3 separate regions of the Mus musculus genome follow, and all the other regions are linked to region 2. A link is a contact called in public HiChIP or PLAC-seq data. All regions are on one chromosome and are shown on one strand. Each heading gives the region's core, a stretch centred on a gene start, on an enhancer-like site or on the middle of the called end of the contact. The rest is flanking DNA. Distances are from core to core; before and after follow the strand shown.

What was found. HiChIP or PLAC-seq counts read pairs in DNA pulled down with a chosen protein or histone mark.
Region 1: a contact with region 2 is called in a FOXA1 HiChIP or PLAC-seq map of pancreatic cancer cells. The contact joins two enhancer-like sites. A contact is called at or near these places in 1 of 115 datasets of contacts at active chromatin or transcription factors (pancreatic cancer cells) and 1 of 9 other capture datasets (liver).
Region 3: an HNF4G HiChIP or PLAC-seq map of pancreatic cancer cells shows a contact between it and region 2. The contact joins two enhancer-like sites. A contact is called at or near these places in 2 of 39 promoter capture datasets (the HPC-7 cell line and embryonic stem cells), 1 of 484 Hi-C or Micro-C datasets (embryonic stem cells) and 1 of 115 datasets of contacts at active chromatin or transcription factors (pancreatic cancer cells).

What each region holds. Positions count from the first base shown.
Region 1 is chr4:137,627,697-137,631,625 of GRCm38.p6, forward strand. Usp48 (ubiquitin specific peptidase 48) reads left to right here. Exons shown (of 27, transcript NM_001355588.1): 15 at 478-549. Among named protein-coding and RNA genes, the nearest start is that of Usp48, 35 kb to the left of the region's middle. Within about 2 kb of position 1,840, at least 26 of the 459 cell types and tissues checked have an H3K27ac peak or open chromatin away from gene starts, as enhancers often do. A contact at or near this core is called in pancreatic cancer cells, where this site is marked.
Region 2 is chr4:137,887,958-137,892,339 of GRCm38.p6, forward strand. The region is part of intron 1 of Ece1 (endothelin converting enzyme 1); the gene reads left to right. Among named protein-coding and RNA genes, the nearest start is that of Gm13012, 6.2 kb to the left of the region's middle. Within about 2 kb of position 2,859, at least 83 of the 459 cell types and tissues checked have an H3K27ac peak or open chromatin away from gene starts, as enhancers often do. A contact at or near this core is called in pancreatic cancer cells, where this site is marked.
Region 3 is chr4:137,447,540-137,451,533 of GRCm38.p6, forward strand. All of the region lies in intron 1 of Gm13010 (a long non-coding RNA gene), which reads right to left. Among named protein-coding and RNA genes, the nearest start is that of 1700013G24Rik, 3.8 kb to the right of the region's middle. Within about 2 kb of position 1,267, at least 92 of the 459 cell types and tissues checked have an H3K27ac peak or open chromatin away from gene starts, as enhancers often do. A contact at or near this core is called in pancreatic cancer cells, where this site is marked.

The DNA.
Region 1 (3,929 bases), core at 590-3,089, 260 kb before region 2:
CTGAGTGCTGGTATTAAAGGGGCATGTCACCACTCTTCTCTTCTCTCCTCTCCCTCTCCCTCTCCCTCTCCCTCTCCCTCTCCCTCTCCCTCTCCTCTTCTCTATTGACATTCAGGGTTTCTGTGTGTAGCCCCGGGTGTCTTGGAACTCATTGTAGACCAGGTTGGCCTCAACTCTTTTCTTTTTTCAGTAAAGTCACAGGACAGTTCCTCCCCCTAAAGTTCTGATCTTTCTTTGTTCATTGTCCCCAGTGTTGGGATCACAGCAGGCTTCTTTCATAACTCTTCAAAATCATTAGCTGTCATTGATTGAGGTTTTCCCTTCTAAGGGAAGGAAAAGCAGCCCTCCCTTCCCCGCACAGCTGTGCAGGCCGCCGCCGTGGGGTCTGATTTTAGAGTGATCTCAAGTTTCCTTTAAGCTGCTTTGACCTGTGAACCACACCAGCCAGACCAGTAACTCTCTGTTCCTTTTGATTAGATGAATCAAAGGAAGAAAAGAAAGAAGAGGAGGAGGAATTAAATTTTAATGAAGACATTCTGTGTCCTCATGGTAAGCCCGAAGCTTGAGTCTGTTGTCAGTTTTGCATCAGCTCGACAGGTCTTGTTCTACACGTCCACTGAGGTTGTAACCCTAATGGTTTGTTTAGATTTTTAAGTTAGAGTTTTGTCATATATATAGTCCTGTACCTCCCACGTGCTGGGGTCACAGGTATGGGTCAGAACACCTTCCTGAAAGTTCTTTATCGAATATTTGGGAACTTAACAATAGCTCTCACAATGCCAGTCTGAAGTCCAAATGCATTTTTCTGTTAGGTAGGTTTTACCCCACTGTTGTAGGAGTCAGTGTGGGTCGTGGGAAGTGTCGCTGCTCAGTGCTGTCTCTGTTCACTACAGAGCCTGAGCTCTGGAAGTTAAGCACACTTGTGGGGGCTTAGGGCTGCTGTTGCTTTCCTTTCCTTCTTTGGGAAGTACAGAGCTGGTTTCACTGCTGAACTGCGTGCAGGAAGAGGGCTCAGCAAACCTGCGTTCAGTGTAGAACTTACTTCAGCCATTTCTGTTCTATCTTGTGTCCCCATCCTCAGGGCAGAGGATGAGTCGTGTCAGCCTTGTGGCTTAGGTTTTATGTGTGTGGTTAGAAGGGACGTTGATTATAGGACAGAGGCTGACAATTAACCATCTGGTAGATTAAGGGTGATATGTCCTTTTCTGCTCGTTCATGGCTCATTCTTTGTAGTCTAAGCTTACACCGAACTTGGGGAGCATCTATGTCAGTTTTTACAGAGCTGGATTCAGGTGTGTGATGTGTCTGAAGGGCTTGCAGGGGAACCTCTTTTGCTGGGTGTGGTGGAGCAACCCTCTAATCCCAGCACTCAGGTGGCAGTCAGCTGAATGGTGATCTCTATTAGATGCAGACCATCCTGGTCTACACAGAGATTCCTAAACTAACCAAGGCAGTACCATAGGTTGTCAAATCAAATCTTTTTTGAAACTGAGCTCTGGCTCAGTTTCAAGCTTAAATTAATCCCCTTGCCTCAGTCTTCTAAGTGTACAACGCTGGTTAAGATTGAGTTTTTGAATCTCATTTTAACCTCTATGTCCTTTGCCATGCCTGTAGCATAGTAGATCTGTTTTTAGAAAATCTTTTCAACACACATCTCTGTATGAGTGAGTGTGTATGAGCACAGGTGTCTGCCGAGGCCAGAGGCATTGCAGCCCTTGGAACTGGCTAGGCTGGAAATCAAGCTCCAGTCCTCTGCAGAAATAGTATGTTCTTAAGCTTCCGGTAAGGGGCATGATTCCATGCAGGGCTTAGGTCGTCTTCCCCTTCAGCTTTTACATGATTCACAGGGGTTGGACTCCGGTTTGGCAGGCTTCCATGTATGGCGGGCGTCTTTTCTGCCGAGCTGTCTTGCCTGTCTCTTTGGTTCCTTCTTAAGAGACTTTTGCCAACTTAGAGTAATTTTTCTTGTGTGGTGTACATGTATATGTGGGTATACTTCTGTGTGTGATATGTCTATAAATGAATGCACATGTAGTAGGAACCAGAGGACAACCATGGGCATCTTTCACTTTTATTAAAAGTGGCTGCTGGAGAGATGGCTCTGCAGTTAAGAGCACTTGCTTTTGCAGAGAGATACAGGCTTGGTTCCAGTCACTCACATGGTTGCTGGAAATGCTTTAGAACTCTCTGTGACTCCAGTTCTAAAGGTCCCAGTGATCACTTCTTGCTTTCATGGGCAACAACCACACATGCGTTGCACAAATATACATGCGGGCAAAACACCATGCACATAAAATAAAAGTCGGTCTTAAAATAGAGATGCTTGGGCTGGCGAGATGGCTTAGCAGGTAAGAGCACTGACTGCTCTTCCTAAGGTCCTGAGTTCAAATCCCAGCAACCACATGGTGGCTCACAACCACCTGTAATGGGATCTGATCCCCTCTTCTGTGCATCTGAAGTCAGCTACAGTGTACTTATGTACAATAATAAATAAATCTTTTTTTTTTAATAGAGATGCTTTCTCTTTTTTTAAAAGTCTTTACTGTTGTGCTAGGCTGTCTGGCTAGCTAGTTCAAGCAGATCTCTGCGTCCCCTGTGCTGTGGTTGCAGTGTGTGACATCACTCCCAGGCTCTGTTTTACATAGGCTCTGGGAACAGCTTAGTCAGCAAATCCTTGATGAAGTGAGCTATTTCCCTGATGACCCCCTCGAAGCTTTAAGTGTTTTGTAGATGCCAGTTCTTCTTTGTAGTCTTCATATAGAGTATTCAGGTCAGTCATGGCTACATGATTGAGACAAAGAAGAGGAACAAATGATATTGATTGACCACTGAGAAAAATTGAGTTTTAAAGGGTCCATTTTGGTGGCTGGAACTTGAGCTCGGTGGGGGAGGAGCACCTCGAGGTTGTGGTGTGTGCTGCTGAGCTGGCAGTGGTGCTAACTCTATTGGAAGGGTTGACTAGAATTATCCTTTCTGATTTTTATCAAGTGCTGTGTTTTGTGTTTAATGTGTATGGGTGTTTTGCCTGGATGTGCACTACATGTGAGCATCATTGTTTATGCTAGAAGGGAACCTTGGATCTTCTGGAATTCATTACAGATAGTTGTGAGATGCTTTGTGAGTGGTGGAAACTGAACCTGGGTCATTTGCAAGAGCAACAAGGGCTCTTATCCACTGAACTAGCTCTAGCCCCATTGAATCATTCTTATCTTTTTTAAAAAAATTTATGTACTTATTTCATATATATGGGTACACTGTAGCTGTTTTCAGACACACCAGAAGAGGGCATCAGATCCCATTACAGATGGTTGGGAGCCACCATGTGGTTGCTGGGAATTGAACTCAGGACCTCTGGAAGAGCAGTCAGTGCTCTTAACCTCTGAGCCATCTCTCTAGCCCCTGGACTGTATCTCCAATTTTTTCTTAATTTTGGGGTGAGGGGGTGCTATCCTAATGTAAAAACAATAATTAAGGAAGTGGTTCTCTCCTGCCTCTTTACATAGTTCCCTGGGACTTAATTTTTTAAATTTTTTTTCCTTTGGTTTTTTTTTTTTTTTTTTTTAAGACAGGGTTTCTCTGTGTAGCCCTGGCTGTCCTGGAACTCACTTTGTAGATCAGGCTGGCCTCAAACTTAGAAATCCACCTGCCTCTGCCTCTCAAGTCCTGGGATTAAAGGGGTGAGCCACCACCGCCCAGCCCCTGGGACTGAATTTAAAGGTCAGTCTATCGCAGCACATGCCTAGTCCGCTGAGCCATTTCCTCAGCCCAGTAAATGTTAACATTGCCATCGGACTCCTTTGCTTATTTGCAACATGCAGTTGTTTGTGGAATGTGGACAGCCATTGAGTTCCCATCCCACCCAGTATCTTCCCAGGTGAAATTATCCTCCTGCCTCACTCTCCAAAAGCCAAAATTGAATCCTGTCCATT
Region 2 (4,382 bases), core at 1,609-4,108:
CATCCTTTTCTGAGATGATCGTGGACCTGGTCAGGACATCTTGCAGGTACCAGTGGGATACAGCAGGTGTCCATAGGCAGAGTGTCTGAGTGGGGGAGGCTCACCGCAAGAATGAGGCCAGCCTGGAGGTGAGTAGTGTGTTCGTGGGAAGACAGAGCAGGCGCCATGGGACTGCATGTGTTTATACAGCCTGTCCTGGACAGGCAGGGAGCCCTGGACCATCTTGGGTAAACATCCGGACACTTGTCAGTTCAGTGGAGGACAGAGGCAAACCAGAGGCCAGCTGCCAGTGCCTTTCTTTACCTCGAGTGACGCCGGTGTGCCCTGGTGGATGAATGAAGAGGTGCCATGGAGCTGACATTTACTGTACACTTAACATGTGCCCGGCCATTTGCAGACAGTGTCTCAGCACATTGTGTGGTCTGGTTTATTATTTTACTTCGCTAATGTAGAAACCAAATCATATGAGTCGTGCTGATAACCTAATTCCGTTGAAAACCACAGCGTTTGGTTTTCCGGGAGTCTATTTTTGTGTGTGTGTTGCTATAACAAAATAACCTAGACTAGGTCATTTATTAAGAGTAGAGGTTTATTTGTCCTGGAGGCTGGAAAGGTCAAGAACACAGTGCTTGTACCTTAGACGACCTTCCTGCCGTTTCATCTATGATCCAGGGCATTGAATCCCAGAGGGTGAGAGGACCGAATCTCAGGTCTCACTGGCTAGACCAGACTGACCTTGAACTCACAGAGATCTGCCTGCCTCTGCCTTCCAAGTGCTGGGATTCAAGGCATGTGCCACCACCACACTTGGTCCTCTCTTCCTCTTCTAACAAAGCTACTAATGCCACCACGAAGTCCTGACCACACTCATGGCCACATGGAGTCCCAGTGACCTCCCAAAGACCACACACATCCTTACACTAATGTGAGTCTGGGGCATAAGTTTCTAACACACAGACTTTGGGGACACGTTTAAACCACAGCAGAGGATGAATATATAAAGTGCAGCTCGGACAGTATCCTCAAGCCTACCTCAGTGGCGCTACTTTCCAGGCAAACTTAATCCCTTCTAAACCTTATGCAGCACCATCAGCCCCCACCTCAGAGATCCCTCCATCTGCCCACTCTGATTCTTGCTACACACTCTCTCCCCGGTTTACTGTTTCCCCTCAAAACAGTGAAATTGGTTTTGATCATTTACTTAAGTATCGTGGCTGTGTATGGCAGGCAAGTAAGGGTTCTGTCACAGACCTTCATCCCAAGCTGCCTCTGTCACAGGATTAGGGACAGGCCCAGCCGGGGTGACTGTCAGATGCAGGCCAGTCTGGTCTACACAGAGTGATCTGACAGGGGTGACTGTCAAATACAGCTCTCCTTTCTGAAGCTTCCCGTCACCTCTTTCTTCCCACCAGGAAAAAGATGTCACTGACTCTGGCAGCCTAGGCATGTGGACTGTGTGTCAGGCCAGCTTGGTGATTTGAAGTCCTCAAAAATTGGGGTTTAGTTGTCATTCTAACCCCTGGGTCTGAAGTGGGGTGGTGGTGAGTTTGAGGCTGTGTTGGGTAACAGTGTGAGACCCTATCTCAAAAAACAAAAAAAGAGGAAAAAGGAGTGGGTGGAGTTTAGATTTCATCCCACCCATCATGAGGTGGGCAGAAATTGGAGCCAGGGATGAGAAAGTCTGCCCCCAGAGACTCACAGGATAGTCTAGGTAAAGGTGGCATTTAGATGAAGGGACATAAGGCCAGGTCTCCCTGTGTTAGTGGCTTGGGACAGAGTCAGGGAAGGACAAAGAGGTGAAGGCCATAGATTCCCCCAGATGCCACAGAGTGCTCAGGAATTCGAAAACAGCCCTCCACAGGAGCCACAGCACAGGTCCTCTAGAGACGCAGGCACTGGGCAATCAGTGAGAGCCTTCTGCTCTCCGCTTCCCAGCCCTGAGGCTTACCGTGCTCCCCCACATTTCCCCTGGCTACTGTCCCCCTTCAGTCCCACAGAGAGACCACCAGGGCAGTGACGGAGCTGGGGGTCATATTTGATCTAGCAGTGTGCACGAATGGGACACGGACCTGGATGCCACCAGGACGTGTCCTCTGGTGCCTTCAAGGAAACACCTCAAGCTGAGAGAGGTGACATTGGTGCCAGTTTTGCTGGAGAATATTCGGGTCCCATCTAAGTCTGTCTCTGAGGCAGGAGATGGGCAATTGCACGCCATGCTTGAATAGTCCTGTTCTAGCCGAGGACTTGGAAATATCACGAAGTTGATTGATTTGGTCCAAGCTAACTCCAACTCCAGAATGTGACACAGAATCACAGGAGGGCAAAGGGAAGCCAGAGTGGAGAGGAAGTCTATTGATGGTAAGGGACTGTGTGACATGGACCCTCCTCCCCAGGTAAGGATCAGAAGTTTGAGGTGTTGTAACAGGGCTGGAGGAGTCAGTGCAGACCCATGACAGGGGGGCCAGGGCTGCCCGATATCCTGAGGCCTGGAATGTCACCAGCTGAGCATCACTGTAGGCTAGGGCTGGCTTGGTGACAAGCCTGTGGAACCAGCCCCTGCTCTCTGTGCGTTTCAAGAGACCCCCACATATGTCTCCCTCCAAAGCGTGTGTGTGTGTGTATATGTGTGTGTGTGTGTGTGTGTGTGTGTGTGTGTGTGTGTGTGTGTGTGTGTAGAGCAAGGTAGTTGAGACCCATCAAAAGTACAGTGAAACTACAGGATGGCAGAGAAGCCACCCAGCCTCTGAAATAGAACATTCCAGAAGGTTCAGTGAGAAGCACTCTTGTGGCCCTGGGGACCCGTGGCTTTGCCACTCCCTCTGCTGGCGAATTTCCTGTTCTGAGTGTCAATGGCTTAGTACATTGAACATGAGCAACATGAGTCACAGACCACAGGGTGTTTACTTCTGCCTCTGGCCTGTCCCTAAGCATTGGGTCTGAGTGGTGTCCACTTGATGACCTGGGGTCCATGCAGCCTCTGCTGTCATTTCTAATGCTCTGACGTTTCCCTGTCCGCTCCTGGTGACTATGGTAGCTTCCTCCAAGAGGATATCTTAGGGAGGGGAACTGGAGAAGTTCCGGATCTGCCAGTGATGGACAGCACCCAGAAACGGTGTCTGGTCCATGCAGGCATCTGGTCATTGATTGAGTTGTATCAGATGATGGAGAACATTTTCAGGGACTTGCCTAAGCCTTTGAAAGGAGGGTGCTTCCTACCTCAGAGAACAGTTAATCATGACCTCCCCACCCCAACCCCAGTCCTCCCAGTCCTGGTCCTCTTGTATCCCCCAGGTCGGCCGCTGCTGTTTCTCTCTGGAAGCTGTTGTGTGGACACGTGGGAACGCAGAGGAAGGAGATAGGCTTTAGATACCTGGTGGCCTAGAAGTCGGTGTGCAGCACTCTCTGAAGTGTTGTGGAAGTTGTTAGGTTGAGTGGAGCTAGCTGGCTAGTCACCTTTGGCCTAGGAGACTACTGGGAATTGGGAGTTGAGGAGACTCTTGTTCTGGGGCTGACCCAGAGGGAACTGCAGAGGTTAGGACCAGTTCAGTGACAGAACCCTGATGAGGAGAGTCGATGAGGAGAGTCCCTTGCTTGCAGCATAAGCTGCCTTGTTTGCTAGCTGTGTGTTTGCTGTGGAGTGATGGATTGGCTGTTAGATGTAGAATTAGCAAGTATAATGTTAACTCTCAGCATGGTGCCTAGATAGTAATTACGGGGGACAGGCCAGGTGTCACCAACCAGACAGCCTGATGACATTGGAAACACAGCATCACAGGAAAGTCATGGGCCAGCTTTGTCAGGATGCCTTCCTAGAGCCGAGACAGGAGGCAGATGAGAAGGGAGGGGGTGACACTCTAGTGAGCCCTGATTTTTCCAGCTAGGCTGGGTCAGGAGAGGGGGCTCTCCATCTTGGCAGGGACGAGGGAGGGGACAAGTTTCCTGGGCTCTCTCTGCTCTGTCCTTTGCCACCAGGCTGATTGCTCCTTTGGAAGAGAAGAAAGCTTGTCCCTAATTGTTCATTATGCAATTGCAAATTGGCTCTGGAACTGGGCTGAGCAGAGCCAAGCCCTAGAGGGGAGGGGAACCCCAAGCTGGGTGACTACAGAGCATTTTGGGGACCCAAAAGGGGGTTTGGGAATGTCGTCTATGTGAGTATCCCAGGCAGAGACACCCTTCCCAGAACACTCCATTTGGTAGCGCCCCATAGTACCTAACTGTTGCGGAGACCTGGGACCTCCTCCTCACCCCAGCTGTATGACCTTAGGCTGGGTATCTACCTTCTCTGTGCCTCTAAGAGGGTTTGCTGGAATGACTACTTTAGAACCTGTTGGGCTCAGAACCGATTCACCCCTTGGGCAGTAGCTTTTGTTGCTGTTCCAGAT
Region 3 (3,994 bases), core at 17-2,516, 440 kb before region 2:
TCACACATGCTGGGGTGAAGGTTCCCGGTTGTGCTTGGCTTTAGACTCCCCATGCTTAACAACAGCCTACCACACCCTGCCCGGTGGTGCATATCTGTTATCCTGGTACTCAGCAGGCAGAGACCACATTTTCAGACCTTATCAAAGAAAAGAAGGAGGAGGAGGAGAAGAGGAGGAGGAGAAGAGGAGGAGGAGGAGGAGGAGAAGGAGGAGGAGGAGGAGAAGAAGGAGAAGAAGAAGAAGAAGAAGGAGGAGGAAGAGGAGGAGGAGGAGGAGGAGGAGGAGGAGGAGGCAAGCAAACAACAAAATCAGCCTACCAAATTCCAGAATGTTGAACAACTGGCTCCAGCCAGCTCCAGGCCAGGCCATCACTACAGCAGCTGGTGCGTTGGTGGAGGCTTCGGATCTGAGCCTGGAGGTCTTGCAAACATTTGCTATTACAGCAATTTGACTGCGCTCACTAGCCACCCTCCTACCCATTTTACAGACTAGGAGACTGAGAACTCTACCTCCTCCTCCTGCACCAACCTCTCTCAGGGCAACATGCACACAAATCTATTTGTGACCATCTTCTTCTAGAGGGAATTTCCCAGACACCTCCCAGATTGGTGGCTCTGCCTCCAAAGCCCTGTAGCAGCTTGGCAGGAGGGCACTGTTGTTGGCTGGGGTCCTGGCCAAGCCCCACCCATCCTAGACCTCCTGGGTTGGAACCTGTCCTGGCCTGTACCTGCCATACGTGGGCTTGGGGAAGCACTGTTTTTGGCAATAGGTACAAAAGAGGGGCCTTTTTCCTGGGGGTGCTGGGAGGGATGGAGGGTGCATGACTCATGCACCCTGGTGGGTAGAAGGCTGCAGGCAGCGTGGGGAGTGGGGAGAGAAGAATTCCTGGCCCAGGAGAGATTTATTGTGCTGCGGGCAGGCTGGCTTCATGCCAGGTAGGGATTCAGGGGTGGCCCACTGCCAGGCAGTCATCGGAGGCTGGGCACAGATGCCCTTCAGGCATGATGGGAGCACCGAAACTTTCGTGCCTCTAGCTGTCCCTGACTGCTGTCACACACATGTGGCTGCTGCTGAGCTGAGCTTGTTTGCGTGTGATGTTTCCAAGGGTCATGAAGTGAAGGGACATAAAGGACATCCCACCCCTCATCTCAGACCTTCAAGGGGACAGGAGAAACTACATGGCAAGTGAGGGGTTAATGTGCGGACTACAAGCAGATGAATCAGGAGTAGTCTCAGTAGACAGGCTGCTTACTCCCTGAGTCCTGAGGGACACCAGAGGAGTGAGAGAGCCTGGAATATTTGTGCCTAGGGGCAGAGGATGGAGAAAGGGGACCTCCTGGGTTTAGAAGGGAACAGGAAAGGTGGGGTATTGATAAGACAGGGGAGGGGAGTCAAGTGAGAAGGGAGAGAGTGGGAGGGGCAAGAGTAACCCGAAAAGCCACAGATTGTAGCTGGTTTGGCCTTGGAGCTAAGAAGCCAAGGCTGGATGGAGGTGGTCCAGGTGAGGTAAAGGGTCGAGACTGTAGCAATAGACCATGCAGGGTGGGATGTCACATCCACCCTGGGCATTCTGAGTCCCAGGAGTACTAAGTACTTAGTACTGAGGTACTAAGCTGGGAGAGGCTAGGGCTCAGTATGGAGTAAAATTACAGTTCCTGGCCACTTTGCCTCCCCTCTCAAAGCTGATTCATTCACAGCATCACTTTCCTTACCTCTCCTGAATGAAAAAGTGACCCGCCCCTCTTCCTCCCTCACACTTCAGCCTCCAACCTCCTCTCTGAACCAAGAAGGTGTGGTCTTAATTCTAGTCTGCTGGGCATGTGCTGGCAAGTCCTGCTCTCTCTCTGAACTGCTGATGACCTCATCTGGAAAACAAAATACCTACCTCAGAGGGGGTACTGTGAAGATTAGATATGAGAGTGGATATGCAGGGGCTGGCAAAAAATGCTATCAGGTTCTATTGTATACATTAGGAGTTCCATAAGTGTCGGCCTTTGGGAATGGGCTGGGAAGGACAGAAACAGTGTCCTTATATGCTGCTGTTGCTGAACCCAATGGGTCCAACCTGGGCTAGGATCTCAAAGCCACCCCTCTTCCATCAGCAAAGGAAGATTTTAGTCCTTCTTGTCCCCCTCTGACTGAAGGTCTCCGTGAGTCACCAGCTGGCCTGAAGATCCCATAGAGTAGAGGCGGCATAGAGGAAATTCGCTGATCTTCCTAAGACAGGGCCTGGCTTTCTGGGAAGATGGAGAAACGGTACATTCCTCCCGAAATAATCCTACAGCTATTTCCAGTGCTACTGTGCCCAGGCCAGAAACGGCCAGTGATCTCCGTGCTTGGATACCATTTGGACAAACAGCCCAGAGGCCCAGCCCTCAGCTGGCTGCCCGCCTGCCTGGCCTCCCAGTCTCCAGCCCAGCGCTGTACCCAACCTTGGCTCAGGCCTCAGAAGAGAGTGGCTACCACTCGCCTTGTTCACTGAGTTCTCCACACTGCTCTTGGTCTATGGGGAGCCTCTCGGTCTCTCATCTCTGTGCCCTACTTAGCTGACTCCCACCCAGAGGCAGAAAGTTCTTTGTTCTCAACAATTGAACAGCAAGGAGGTCGCAGGACACTGGGTGACAGTGACTTGCAATACACAATCTGATCATTAGGAAACATGGGCTGGACCCAAACTGGAGAACATTCTGCTGATAACTAGTGCATTCTATTCTAAACCGTCAGAGCCCTCCATGAAGAAAGAAGGGGGCAGGGCGTGGTGGCGCACGCCTTTAATCCCAGCACTTGGGAGGTAGAGGCAGGCAGATTTCTGAGTTCAAGGCCAGCCTGGTCTACAGAGTGAGTTCCAGGACAGCCAGGGCTATACAGAGAAACCCTGTCTCAAAAAAACCAAAAAAAAAATGTAAGGCAGGAAGTGATAGAGGACACCAGACATCCACCCATCAGCCTCCAGCTTCCAAACATGCATATACACATGAACATGTACACATGTACAGACACATATGAACATGTACCCACACATAACATACACAAATGCACAGATATGAACATGTATGTGCATGCATACATGAGCATGTACAAGAGGAGAGAGAGATTTTCAGACCAAAGAAGTGCATTCTGGTCAGGATGAACATTTGAGAGGTAACTGGTAAAATCTGACTGACTTTGGGTAAATTAATGGGTTAATGTCTCCTGGGGAGACTTGAACATTACTCAACCTAGATAGGGTACCAACCAAAAGAAGCAACTCCATCTGAGGTTAGACTGATGACCCAATGAGTTGGTTGGCTTTTTATAGAAGCCTGGGAGAGGGTGACTTACAGGAGTGTGGGTAACCCCCTAAAAGCCATGTTGCTGAAAATCTCACTCCAGCATTTTGGTGACCTCCCATGGCTGTCTGTATGGTATCCTCTGTTTAGTTCATCTTCTGGTTTTGTGTGCACTAGTCCCACCCAAGTCCACACATCCCTAGGGCAGAGTCACAGGCAGCCAGAAGGAGCACAGGGCTGGGTGGCTGAAACCTTGGGTGAGGGTCCGATGACCCTCCCTCGTTCCTTCCGTCTTTGAGGAGACATCAACAAGCAAGATCGTGAGGGTCTCTTGGATTGAGAGGGTAGTGTCTGCTAGGCTCTAGGATGGTGGTCCACAATAGAACTGTCTGTTTAATAGAGGGTCTAGGTCAATGTTCAGTAGCCTGGACCAGGAGCCTGTGGGAGCTTAGAAAGTATCTTTGTCCTCTCAGCGGGAAGAGATGAATACTGAAGTCATCAGGCACAAAAGCTGCTGTGGTCTGCAACTTGCTGAGCATGGTGATGTATATGTGCGTGACTGAAGTGCCAAATGTGGAGACAATTTTTTTTGATACAATGTTTAGTTAGAGGATTTGCATGGAGAACATGTGGGGACCAGAATGATAGTTCCATGAAGAAAGTTGCTTGCTTTCCAAGCCAGACGACCCAAAATAAATGCCTAGTACTCATGGAAGAAGAACAGA